3 separate regions of the Sus scrofa genome follow, and regions 2 and 3 are each linked to region 1. Evidence: chromatin contacts called from public Hi-C and HiChIP or PLAC-seq data. All regions are on one chromosome and are shown on one strand. Each heading gives the region's core, a stretch centred on a gene start, on an enhancer-like site or on the middle of the called end of the contact. The rest is flanking DNA. Distances are from core to core; before and after follow the strand shown.

Region 1 (4,105 bases), core at 753-3,252:
GTATTCTAGAGATTAAGCCCTTGTCAGTTGCATCATTTGACACTATTTTCTCCCATTCTGTAAGTTGTTTTTTTGTTTTTCTCATGGTTTCCTTTGCTGTGGAAAATCTTGTCAGTTTGATTAGGTCCCATGGGTTTATTTTTGCTCTAATTTCTATTGCTTTGGGAGACTGATCTGAGAAAACATTTGTAAGGCTGTTATCAGAGTATGTTTTGCCTATGTTCTCTTCTAGGAGTTTGGTGGTGTCTTGTCTTACACATTTAAGTGTTTAAGCCATTTTGAGTTTATTTTTGTGCATGGTGTGAGGGGTGTGTTCCAGTTTCCTTGATTTACATGCAGCTGTCCAGTTTTCACAGCACCACTTAGTGAAAAAACTGTCTTTTTCCCACTTTATATTCTTGCCTCCTTTTTCGATGATTAATTGACCGTAGGTGTCTGGGTTTATTTCTGGGTTCTCTATTCTGTTCCACTGATCTGTACATCTGTTTGGTACCAGTACCACTCTGTCCTGATGACCGTGGCTTTGTAATATTGCCTGAAGTCTGGGAGAGTCATACCTGCTTATTGGTTTTTGTTCCTCAGGATTGCTTTGGCAATTCTGGGTCTTTTGTGGTTCCATAGACATTTTTGGATTGTTTGTTCTAGTGCTGTGAAAAATGTCATGGGTAATTGGATAGGGATTGCACTGAATCTGTAGATTGCTTTGGGTGGTATGGCCTTTTTACAATATTCATTTTTCCAACCCAAGAGCATGGACTATCTTTCCATTTCTTTGCATCCTCTTTTAATTTGTTTCATTAATGTTTTATAGTTCTTGGCATATAAATCTTTAACCTCCTTGGTCAGGTGTATTCCCAGGTATTTGGTTTTTTGGCGGTGCAATTTTAAAAGTATCATGTTTTTGTACTCCTTTTCTAATACTTCCTTAACCCACTGAGCAAGGCCAGGGATCAAACCCACAACCTCATGGTTCCTAGTTGGATTCATTAACCACTGAGCCAAGACAGGAACTCTGAACTGAATATATCTTGAGCCTGGAAAATAATGATATTTCAAAGACCATAATGCTCATTAAGAATTCAGGACTTTTAAAGTCAGTTGTATTTCGATGAAATTAAAATAAATAAATAAAAAGTTATTTGTATGTATCACCTTGAAAAAAAAAAGAATTTAGGACTTTAAGGTGAATGATATGTATCTACCATTATGGTGTCATACAAAGTTGTTTCACTGCCCTAATTATTTTCTGTGCTCCACCTATTCATCTTTCCCTCCCACCTCCTCCCAGTAACCACTGACCCTTCTACTGTCTCAATAGTTTTGCCTTATCTAGAATGTCTTGTAGTTGGAGTCACATAGTATGTAAGGTTCTCAGATTGGCTTCTTTCACATTTTAATATGCATTAGTTTCCTCTGCCTATGTGTTATTTAAAACTGGGAAAATATATGAAATATATATATACATATATTTTAAAGGACACTCTTTAGGTGGCTGTTTTTCTCTCTGTAAGGTGGCTACTGGTCTGGTTTTGCCGAAAACAAGGTGTCAAGCTAGAACTATTTGAACCATCAGGCCAAGCCCCCTCTGAAGGAGTTTGCAAAGTTGTTGTCAGAAAAAAGCAAGCCAGAGGGAAAATCAAGCCTGCTGGTAAATGAGATGGGTGTGCAATCAAAGCTAATTTGAGAAGATCTATTTTTAGAAGAGTTTATCATGCTCAAGAAGACTGGGTGAATGGCAGTGCTTTACTGAGAATAATTGCAGAGCCTGCATGACAAGAGCCTAGAGGAAGACCTATGGAGATTTTAGATCCTCCAGAAAACCAGATGGTATACCCTTGGAGGAATACATTGCAGCAATGTTAAATTGTGATACATGGTGGCAGCTACAACATGATATTTTAGGCTCTCTTACAAGGTCACAGATAGGGAGAAGTTGTGCCTGCCTTTGTCACATGCTCCTCTTCAAGGGCAGTTGGGTTAGGCTAGGCAGAAGAGGAAGAAGTCTAGGTGTTTTCCAGTACCCCCTCCAGTCCCTTCCAGGAAACTGAAAGTGACCTCAGCTCTCCATGTAGCTGGAAACTTTTTTAGTTTCTGAAACTCATTTCCAGTTCTTTGGCCCACATCTCTGACAACTTGGCCTATTGACTCCCTGGATCTCTTGTGTTATCTTTTCTCTCCTCGGGTCCTTCTTCAGCCCTCAGTCCTGTCTTCCTCCCTATTCTCCCCTTGTCCCACACACAAGGGTTGTGCAGAGGAGCTGCTGGCTTGTGCTTTTATCTTATCACTCCCTCACAGGAGCTCAGAAGAAGGAACTATCAGTCGATCTTTAGAGGTGCCCTCTGCTGGTTGGCAATGCAGCATCAAAATTAATGTCTGAAAATAGAGTTTCTTCATTTGTTTAATATAAATTAGCGGTGGAAACACTAGTGGGTAGAATAGACTGCAGAAGAAAATGTTGTTATAAATTGTAAAAGCTTCTAAGTGCCATTGATTTGTGTTTGGTTTACTGTGGCATGCAATGGAGCAGTGGTTCTCAACCAACAGGTGATTTTGACCTCAAGGAGGTATCTTTGGTGATGTCTGGAAACATTTTCATTCTCACAGCTTGGGGTGGGAGCGTGCTACTGGAATGGGATGGGTAGCAAAAGATGCCATTTAGCATCCTACAGTACACAGGAGAGACCTCACGCATACCACTAAAGTGGACCTAACTTAGGTATATCTGAGAAAGCTGAAATTAGACTAATAGGGTTTGGGGATTTGAAGCAATTTTTAAAGATTAGTCGAGTCATTCTCAACCTTGAATGTCCACCTAGCAAAGCTTTAAAATACTGACACTTGAATCACAATTTCTGGTTTCAGTATGGCCTGGGCATAAGGATTTTTAAATCTCCCCAGCTTTTTTTTTAATATTCAGCCAAAATTGAGAACCATCGATGTAGTCCAAACTCTTTTTTTGGTCTTTTTAGGGCGGCACCCATGGCATATGGAGGTTCCCAGGCTAGGGGTCTAATCGGAGCTGTAGGTGCCAGCCACAGCCACAGCAATGCCAGATCCAAACCACATCTGCAACCTACACCACAGCTCATGGCAACGCTGAATCCTTAATCCACTGATCGAGGCCAGGGATCAAACCCACAACCTCATGGTTGCTAGTTGGATTCTCTTCCACTGCACCATGATGGGAACTCCCAAACTCTCATTTTTTTGAATGAGGCATCAGGCCCTGAGAGATAAGATCTCAGTGTACAAAGTGGACCAACTAGACTCATACAGTGTCTTGAGGAAAAGAAGATAACGTGACATTACTTTGACTACACACCACATTTGAAAAGCAAAAATTGTAAAAATATCTTATCACTTTTTTTTAAAACTCTAAATCCTTTTTATGATCTGTTCTTTCTTTAAGAGGTACGTTCAATAATTTTTTCTAAAAGTGACACACTTCTCTTGTTTTTAAACTCAAGTTCAGGAAAATGCAAATTAAAACCACGAGATTCTACTCTGCACTTATTAGTGTAGCTGAAAATTAAACACACACACACACAAATAACTAACAATACCACATGATGGTGAGAAAGCAGAACAAATAGAAATCTTATACATTGCTGATGGGGAATGCAGATTAGTACAGACACTTTGGAAAACAGTTTGGCAATTTCTTATAAAATTAAACACATACCTACCATGTGAACTGGCATTCCCACTCTTAAGTATTTATTTAAGGGAAGCAAAAACTTACATTCACACAAAACCCTGTATGCAAATATTTATAGTGTTTTAATTCATGATCCCAAAACAGTAGCAACACAAATGTCCTTGAGCTGGTGAATGGATTAACAAATCGTGGAACATCCATATAGTGAACTACTACTCAGCACTGAAAGTACCACAAATGCAGCATTGTGGTTGAATGTCAAATGGATTGTGCTAAGTGGAAGAAGCCAGACTCAAAAGACACATACTGAATTATGCCATTAATAAGAAATGATAGAAAAGGCAATATTATAGGAAGAGAAAATGGGTTAGTGATTTGAGGGCCAGAGGGTGGGAGGAGGGATTGAATGCAAAGGAGGCTCAGGAGGGAAGTTTGTGGGGGTGATGA
Region 2 (4,105 bases), core at 691-3,190, 99 kb before region 1:
TGTTCCCATGTCACATTGCTAATAATGGGATTTCAACCCTGTCTCTGTGGTCCAGGCTTTTAACCTCTGTTTTTTCCTATGGAAAGGAGAGGACATTTGGACTAAGTCTCAATGATTAGAGAATTGTAAGATGACACAAAGAAGGAGGAGTGTTTCAGGCAGAAATGTGGTCCTGTGTGGAGGGAGCAGTGCACGGTGGTTCTGGGGAGTGACAGGAAATGTGTGTGGCCTGAATGCAAGTCAGTCAAGGGTGTTTGGTAATAGAAGATAGGGCAGGAACCTATGAAGATTGGAGGCTGTGCTGAGGGGTTGGCATTCATTCTAAGTCAGTCATTTTCTTCTGGAGAGAGAATTTGCTCATTAAGTGGATAACTCTGGTGATACCTAAAGAACTTTTAGCCATTTGGGGCTCATTGTAGAAGTTTTTTTAGGTAGAAGTTTAAAAAAAAAAATGCTTCAGGAGTTCCCTTTGTGGCTCAGTGGAAACGAAACTGACTAGTATCCATGAGGACACAGGTTCAATTCCTGGCCTCGCTCAGTGGGTTAAGGATCTGGTGTTGCTGTGAGCTGTGGTGTAGGTCACAGACTTGGCTCTGATCTGGTGTTGCTATGGCTGTGGCCAGTGGCTACAGCTCCCATTCAACTCCTAGCCTGGGAACCACCGTATGCCTTGGGTGCAGCCCTAAAAAGACAAAAGACAAAAAAACAAAACAAACAAACAAAAAAAATTTATCACCTAGTGGTGATCATTTAGAGACAAAGATAATAGGGAATTATTGTGCCCTAAAGAGAGCCCATGTGGATAGTGACTGGGAGACGGGGGAGGGTTGCTTGCTGGTTTATAGAAGTCCTAGGGGCAGGAAGGCAGGATGACTTGGATGGCTTTGATGTTCCTTACTTATGCTCCTGTTCACATAGTAGCTACAGATGCTTAGGGTGGGTGTAATAGGATAGGTGGTGGTGAAGATAAGCACAGTTTTATTCATGTTGGGTTTAATGGTTGCAGGGGAAAAGGTTGCTAAGTCTAGAAAAGACTTATTAGAAATTAGGAATGAGAACTGTAACTTAGGGGTAAGGGGAGCTAGAAATAAATGGTTTAGACTCAGCTACCATGTAGAAGGCAGAGGGAGGCAGGAGGGTGGAACTCTGAGAGGGCACTAAGACTTGAAAGCAAAAGCGAAGTAAATTCTTCCAGGAAGGAAGTCTGTGGAAAAATGAGAGAGGTGAGAGGAGAATACAGAAAACCCAGCTTCTTGGAAGCCCTGGTCAGTGCCTTACAGGGCCCAGAGGAGTAAGCATTAGGATGGGGGCCAAGCTGAGGGGCTTACAATAGGCTGCTACCTGATAGCCCGGGAGCTCTTTCCAGAGTGGTAGAGACAGAGGTTATCCACCAGTACTGCATTGTAGAGTGACCGAGGGAGATGGTGAGGAGCCAAGGCCACTCTTTGAAGAATCTTGCCAGGAAAGTGAATAGAATGGAAGGGAAAGTGTTAACTTGAGGAGGAGAACTGAGACAATTCCCACCGTTTTTACTAGAAAGATTGTTAATGATTTGAGTGTTTTTATAGGTTGAGTAAAGTAGGTTTACATGTGAGGGAGACTGATAAAGTAACAAAGTGAGTAAAGCACTAGTGATGGAGTCACACAGATGTGGGTTCTAACTCTGGCTTTGCTAGTTACTGGTGGTAGGATTTTGGTCCCAAGCCGTGGTTGATGCATTTATCGTTGGACCCATTTATAATTGTGGAATTGTAATGAAGGTTACGTGACATAATAGATATGTCGTGTGTTTGGTATTTGGTAGATTGTGGCTACTGTTTTATTTTTGTAATTTGAGAGGGAGAAGATTGAAAACTGCAGACCTGTGGTAAAGAGGGCTCTAGATGGAGCTGTCTGACGATGGTTGGAAGGAGGTTGAAGGAGTTTTCAGTTTTTACCGAGTCAGGTTGGGTTCCATGATAAGGGGATCAGCAGGGGTTTGATAAGGGAATGTGCCAAGGATGGTAAAAATGTGCTATCACAGTGACATAGGGGGCCACTATGGCACTGGGCGGGAGTTTTGCCCACTGGGGCATAGTAACTGAAGATAAGAAAAAGGCTGTGGGACAGCAGTAAGGGCTCAGCTGAAGCTGAAATGTGGTGTCAGCTGTGTGGCCATGCAGCTGCATCAAGCAGCAGTTGGCAGTCTAGAAGGAGGAGTAGAGAAGGCAGGAGGGCCATTTTCATCCAGGGATGAAGGATGAGTGAGTCCGGCTGAAGGATGAGCTAGAGGGAGTATTGGTGAGGGTGTCATTGAAGTGATGGTTGGTGTGCTCCTTACTGAATAAGGGCAGCAGGATCTCACCAGCCTGGGAAAAGCACGTGGTCAAGGGGGTGGTCACACAGAGTTCGATAGAGATAGGCAGGTGTGCTGTGTAGAACAAGAAATTGTGTTGAGGAAATTGTGTTGGGGGTTTCAGATATTAAAAGTGGTAGAATTCTAGGTGCCAGCAAGATCTGGCTAAGGGCAAGTGTTGGTGTCGGGGCCAGGGGCTGGGGAGGAGGCAGCTGCCTAGGGTCAAACCATAGCTTTTGTTGGAGGAATGTCACAGAGTAGGGTAAACCACAGAGTATGCTTCTTGGGGTAATAGGGGGCTTAAAGTCAAGTTTTGTATTTATCAGGAGGTTTTGGGGTGGTCCTACTTGGAGGAAAAGATGTATGGAATGGACTCACTTTTCTGAGGCTCAGATGTTAGAATGAACAGTGTGTAGTGAGGACAGAGTAGGGTGGGTTGCATCGCTGCAGTGCAGAGAGAGCCATTGTCGAGATAAAAGATGAAACTTGAGGTGCTGCCCAAGTTCTTTGTAGGGATCATCAAGGACGGAAGAATTTATAACAAAACTTCTCTGGATTGTGGTCTGTTCTTTACATGGCTGTCCCTGGGCCCACCTGTGTGCCTATAAGGAGAAAATGGGTAGGTGGGGGAGAAATGGTTCCTGACCTGGGGGGCCCCAGGTTGATGAATAGTTACATTGACATCCCGAGGTGATGTTCAACTCATGATTCTCCAATTCTGAGGAGGTAGCAACAGATTATAGAGAAATGGAAATGTGAATTGAGTAGAGGGGTTTTGGGTTTTTTTTTTAAACTAAATATGCCTGTTCTGCCTGACCCATGTCAGTTATTTATAGCTCCACCTCATTCTCCTTAACCCTGTATTCACTGCATGAAGCATTCCAAATTAAGCTCTGTTGATGGCCATTAAGATGTCTTCTGTTTTTCACTGTTGCCAAAAATGCTGTGGTTAATGGCTTTGTACATGAAGTCCTACACACTCTTAGGACTATTTCAGTTTGTTTTTTCTCATTTGAGATTTGTTTCCTCAGTGCTGTGCATGGCAGTAAACTCTGCTTGGAATCCATTCTGTGTAGTTTGGAAATGCGATTTCTAGTGTGTGATGTATTTGTTTTGACAGAGTCCTGTGGTAGCAGCATGGGTTTTATGAAGGCTGTTGCACTGGGTTCCTGTCTCTGCTCACTGTACCAGGTGTGCAAAAGCCTTGTACGGTTTTTTTTTTTTTTTTTTTTTTTTGAAGCCTATGATGATGATGCCAAGAAATGGGGAAGACTCTCAGGTTGTACAGGGTTTTTACATAAAAGCTGAAAGAGCTTTGGTGCCCCGGGCACCTGGGTTGTAATGTTGTTCCTCCCTAGCTTCTCTCTGGTGTTCTTTGAGCCTTCCCTATGTAGACTCAGCCAGAAGGACACTGGTGAGGGCCCAAGCTCCTCCCCTTCCTTAAGGCTGGGGTAGGACATCTGAACGTTGTCTGATGCAGCACTTACTCTTGAGCCTTCCTCTAAACTCACCACCAAAAAAAAAAGTCGACACAGCACCCTTGCCCAGATCCCTGTCTTCAAACCAAACATTCCAGCCACTGGTCTGCATAGCTGCCCATTTCATAAACACCTCGAAGGAATTTGGGTTTGAATCAAGATTGCCTTTTGGCCAGTTTTGGAACCTGAGAAAAAAAGCCACCTTTGGAGAGAACTGGTTTTGTGGTTTGTTACTTTCAGGGCTAGTCAACTGTTGGGCTGAACTTGAAGGTTCAGTTCCCCATAGGAGGGC
Region 3 (4,105 bases), core at 1,127-3,626, 67 kb after region 1:
ATTGGCTTAATATTAAAGTATCTTGGTGAGGAGAAAGGCTTTCACTATCAGAATGACACTAAACAAGTCACTTTATCTCTATGTGGGTAGATTGATTTTTCAAGTCTCTAAGCTTCTTTCCCCTGTTCACTCTGTCTTCCACTTTCAAATCACTAATTTAAAAAATAATCCCTTCACCTCCAAAAGAAACCCTCAATATTCACTAGTTTCAAAAGGCTTTTCCCTGCAAAAAGGCAGTGGATGGTAACATATCATGCCTGGTTGAATAAACACATAATTGCAAAATATAGAAACATTTACTTCAATGTATATGTACTGTTCCACAGTTCTTAAATAGGCGTTTTTCCCCCTCCACAATTGAGATGCTTTTCATTTTAACCCTAACATTCAGGCTACCTTTAGCACTGTTATGTTCTTTGTGTAGGTCTATGTTCTGGTTTCTACTCCAGCAACAGTTTTTGTTTGCTGGAAAAGGAAACTTGCATGGTGGTTGCTGCTTGTAATTTCAGCCTTAATATTCTAAGCAGATTTCAGATTTGCTACTGAGTTACAACTCCTATTTCTAGTTTCTTTTTAGAAATTTAAAACAACAACAAAGGACTCTCCAGCATATTTTGCTTGTAAGACAGTAGCCATAGGAATGCAATTCGCCTGTAAATCCTTCTTAGAAGAAAACACAGCTCTAGTTCATTATTTAAAGAAGTCAGTGTGAATTCGAGTCATTTCCTATCCTGCTATCATTTGCTCAAAGACCTTTTGCAATGGGTCTTATGTAAGAAGAAATGCAGGAGTTGCTTTGGTGAGGTTTATTTAAAGAAACCATTAAATACAAGCTAGATCTGAATCGCAGCATCGTTTGTATGAGAAAACAGGGGCTCTAAATGCATCCTGTTTTTTTTTCAGATGGACAGAAAGATGGTTAATGAGTGAAAAAGGCCCTACACGGTTGGTTCACCAGCTATTTCTCTGGCTTCACCTCTTAACACTGCCCCTTCCTTCACTGTCCTCCAGTCACAGTGACCTCTTTCCCCGTCCTAGAATTTGTCAAGCACATTCCCTTCTCAGGGTCTTTGCCTTTGCTAGTGTTTCTGCATGAAACTCTTTAGCCAGATAGGCACAGGACTGGCCTATTCTCATCATTCAGATCTCTGCTCAAATGTTACTCTGGGAGGTCCTTCCTGGTCACCCTAACTAAAATAGCACACCGCCTCCTCACTTCCTGCTCCTTTATTTTGTGTTATTTTTCTACTGGCAGTTATACTCTTGCACATTATACGTTTAAGGTATTTTTGTCGCTTTATCAGAATACAGGCTTCAGTAGGGCAAGAAGTACGTGGGTTGTGTTCACATAACATCCTTGGGGTCCTACAGCTTGGCACACAGTAGGTGCTCTGTAAATATTTGTTGAATGAATGGATGACGCCCTTTGGGACAGTGTAAGTTGTTTCTCCTCATTTGGCGGCCTTGTTGCCAATCCGCAGGCATCCAGGCACCGCTTCCCACCCTCACCCCGTTCCAGCAGATGTGACTGATTGGAATCAGGCGCTCGGAACTGCACAAGCACGAAACGGTGCGTGTGAACGCGTTGTCCAACCCAGGGCCCTACTTATCTCCGCCCAGCGGCCCGGACTGGGGGACAGGTTTGAGCACCCCAAAACGTGGAAGCAAAAGCAGAAAAAAGACAACAGTGGCGGGAGGGGAAAGTCTCTGTGTGGTGCCAGGTTGTGCGCAGGGGGCGCCTTCCCGGCTGGGCTGACTCATTCCCAGCCGCCTCCACGGCGGGCGGCGGCCACGTTCACGCCCATCTGCTGAGGGCCGGGCCCAGCGTCAGCTGAGCTCTGGCGTGCCCCAGGGTCCTGCTAGCTCTCCCCAGCTCAGGTTCCCCGCCCGCTCACGCTCTGGGGCAGCTGCGGGAATCTCCGTGCACACCCGCGGGGTTCCTGTGAAGCCAGGGCCCTGGGTAGCCAATCCCCCTCGCCCCGTGACGCGTGCGGTGAGAAGCCCCGCCTGGGTGGAGCTGCGCACGCGCAGTCGCGGAGCGCGCGCCAGGCCCCCGCCCCCGCCCTGCTGCGCCGCGGCCTCAGTCAGCCTGGATCAGGGAGCCGGACTGGAGGCCTCCTGGGAGCTTGAGTCGCACGTAAATAGGGCTTTCTAGCCAGAGTCGCCTGCGGCGCTGCGAAGAAGGTGTAGCCAGGGAGAGGGTGGAGCCAACGACTGTGACGGGCTTCCCGACTGCCCGAAGTGGGAGTGGTGGGGTTGCAGGAAGGAGAAAGGAAGAGAAGCAGAAGAGGGCAGCAGCGGCTGCCACTAACGGCCTCCCTGGGCGCTGACAGGCTGGGTCGGCGCCCAGTTCGCTGGGCAGTTCGTGCCGCCGCCTCGGCCGCTCGGCCCCTGGGCCCGGACTTGTGGCGCGGGGCGAGGCGGAGGGCTGCTGTCGCCGCGCAGGCAGAGGCCGGGTCCTCGCGGCCGAGGCATGTGAGTAGGAGCCGAACCCACACCGGAGAGCCCCGGAGGGCCCAGCCTTCGGACGCTCGGACCCTTGCTCCCTCCGGGGTCTTCGCGGACCGTGGCTGGCCGGAAGCGTCGGGTAGGAGCAGTGTCTGTGAGCTTGGGGGGGCGCGTCCTCGTCGCCTGATCCGTGTGGCGGGTGAATGTTATTGCTGCCCGGACTCCGGGTGGTGGGCAGCACTTGTTCTCTGCATCCTCCCTCCCACCTCTAATCCCTGCTTTTCTCCTGCTAGTGGCTGTAAACTTCTCGGCAAGAAAATCCTCCTCTTTAAAAGGAAACCTACAACGGAGTGTCTTGGTGTTGATGTTGCATCCTGTGCCTGTTAGTCCATCTCCCACTTTACTTAGCCATCTTTAAAATTTTGTAGACACCTAGACAGCCTAGAAAAGAGCATCTCTTTTCCTTGGATTTCTGCAGTGGTAACTGCCCTGTTTTTATTTTATTTTATTTTATTTATTTATTTAGGTTTCGGAAGCAGGCAAGGGAAGATGTGATCTGTTTCTCTTCTGCAGAAAAAGAGGCCCTTCCTCCCCTTCCCGCGAAGGTGAGTGTGCGATCCTGGCTGCTCTTTTTCGCTGTAAAGACTAGGGTGTCTCGAGCGTGCGTAGGAAGGTTGGAAGCTGTGTCGACAAGCAGGGCTCATTGTTGCTTACTCCTTTGAAAACGACAGTGCTGAACTTTGAATGTTGGTTTGGGAGGGTGATTTGGGGGTTTGTTGTTGCTCTTGGATCCTTTAAGAAACATTCATTGTTTCTCTGCTGATTGTACATTGTTTTTCTTTGTAGAGAAATCGTTGTCAGTTACCCTTTCTCAAGCAGCCAGAGATTCTTAATCTTTCAAGGAGGAACGTTTTCAAGTAGCAAGAAATACCTATTGAGAGGACACCTTAGCTGCTTTTGCTGGGGTTTCTGCTACTACATTGAATGCTTCCTGGATGGTTTTATCTTCCCAAGTTAGCTGTGTCGGTTGAATTTACCCATTTTGCTTTCCGGTGGTTAATAATCTGTCAGGAGAAACTCCTTTTTTTTTTTGAATGAAAGGATAGAGGCAGCTGAGTATGTCATAGAGGGGAGGAGAAATGTGGGGAAGGACACTAGAAGTGGAATTAAGAGTGATGACGATGGCTTTTGGTTTCGTAATAGGTTTGTTCGAGTGAGTTGTTGGGCTGCTGCAAATATTCTAGTACAACACCCAACAGATATGAAGATGAATAATCAACCTTTGGCCTCTGTTTCCCTACTCCCTTAACCTTTTACCACTTTAGGTGTGAGAATCACTTGCTTGTATGTGCACATATCTGTCAGTGTGTGATATGTTTACAAACTAGATAGGTCCAACGGTACATGTATTTACCTGTACAGGAAAACCACAGTAGTTGCTGACTACATAAGCATAATGCTTGTTTTTGCTCAGAGAATCTTGTGTTTGGAGTATGTAGCATGTTTTAGTAAACTGTTAAGGGATAGCTTGTTTCATTTATTAATTTTTTTCCCCTAATGGTTTGGGACAGGTGTTTCAGGTATAGGAAGGGAACATGATTTTTTTTTTCACCTGACTGTTGATGAAAGGGGACATGCTTTTGAGGCAGAATAGGGA

The links. A called contact is a pair of places that touch in the nucleus more often than the background predicts. HiChIP or PLAC-seq counts read pairs in DNA pulled down with a chosen protein or histone mark.
Region 2: a Hi-C map of fetal liver shows a contact between it and region 1, with 1.6 times the contacts expected there. The contact joins two enhancer-like sites. A contact is called at or near these places in 2 of 47 Hi-C or Micro-C datasets (embryonic fibroblasts and fetal liver) and 2 of 2 datasets of contacts at active chromatin or transcription factors (alveolar macrophages and skeletal muscle).
Region 3: a contact with region 1 is called in an H3K27ac HiChIP or PLAC-seq map of alveolar macrophages. The contact joins the promoter of JAK2 here to the enhancer-like site in region 1. A contact is called at or near these places in 1 of 5 promoter capture datasets (liver), 6 of 47 Hi-C or Micro-C datasets (blood, fibroblasts, heart right ventricle and 1 more) and 1 of 2 datasets of contacts at active chromatin or transcription factors (alveolar macrophages).

Annotation. Positions count from the first base shown.
Region 1 is chr1:217,066,343-217,070,447 of Sscrofa11.1, reverse strand. No RefSeq gene overlaps it. Among named protein-coding and RNA genes, the nearest start is that of JAK2, 67 kb to the right of the region's middle. Within about 2 kb of position 2,002, at least 8 of the 83 cell types and tissues checked have an H3K27ac peak or open chromatin away from gene starts, as enhancers often do. A contact at or near this core is called in alveolar macrophages, fetal liver and skeletal muscle, where this site is marked.
Region 2 is chr1:217,165,401-217,169,505 of Sscrofa11.1, reverse strand. The region is part of intron 5 of RCL1 (RNA 3'-terminal phosphate cyclase-like protein); the gene reads left to right. Among named protein-coding and RNA genes, the nearest start is that of MIR101-1, 15 kb to the right of the region's middle. Within about 2 kb of position 1,940, at least 4 of the 83 cell types and tissues checked have an H3K27ac peak or open chromatin away from gene starts, as enhancers often do. A contact at or near this core is called in fetal liver, where this site is marked.
Region 3 is chr1:217,000,099-217,004,203 of Sscrofa11.1, reverse strand. JAK2 (Janus kinase 2) reads left to right here and starts at 2,376. Exons shown (of 25, transcript NM_214113.1): 1 at 2,376-2,587; 2 at 2,975-3,053.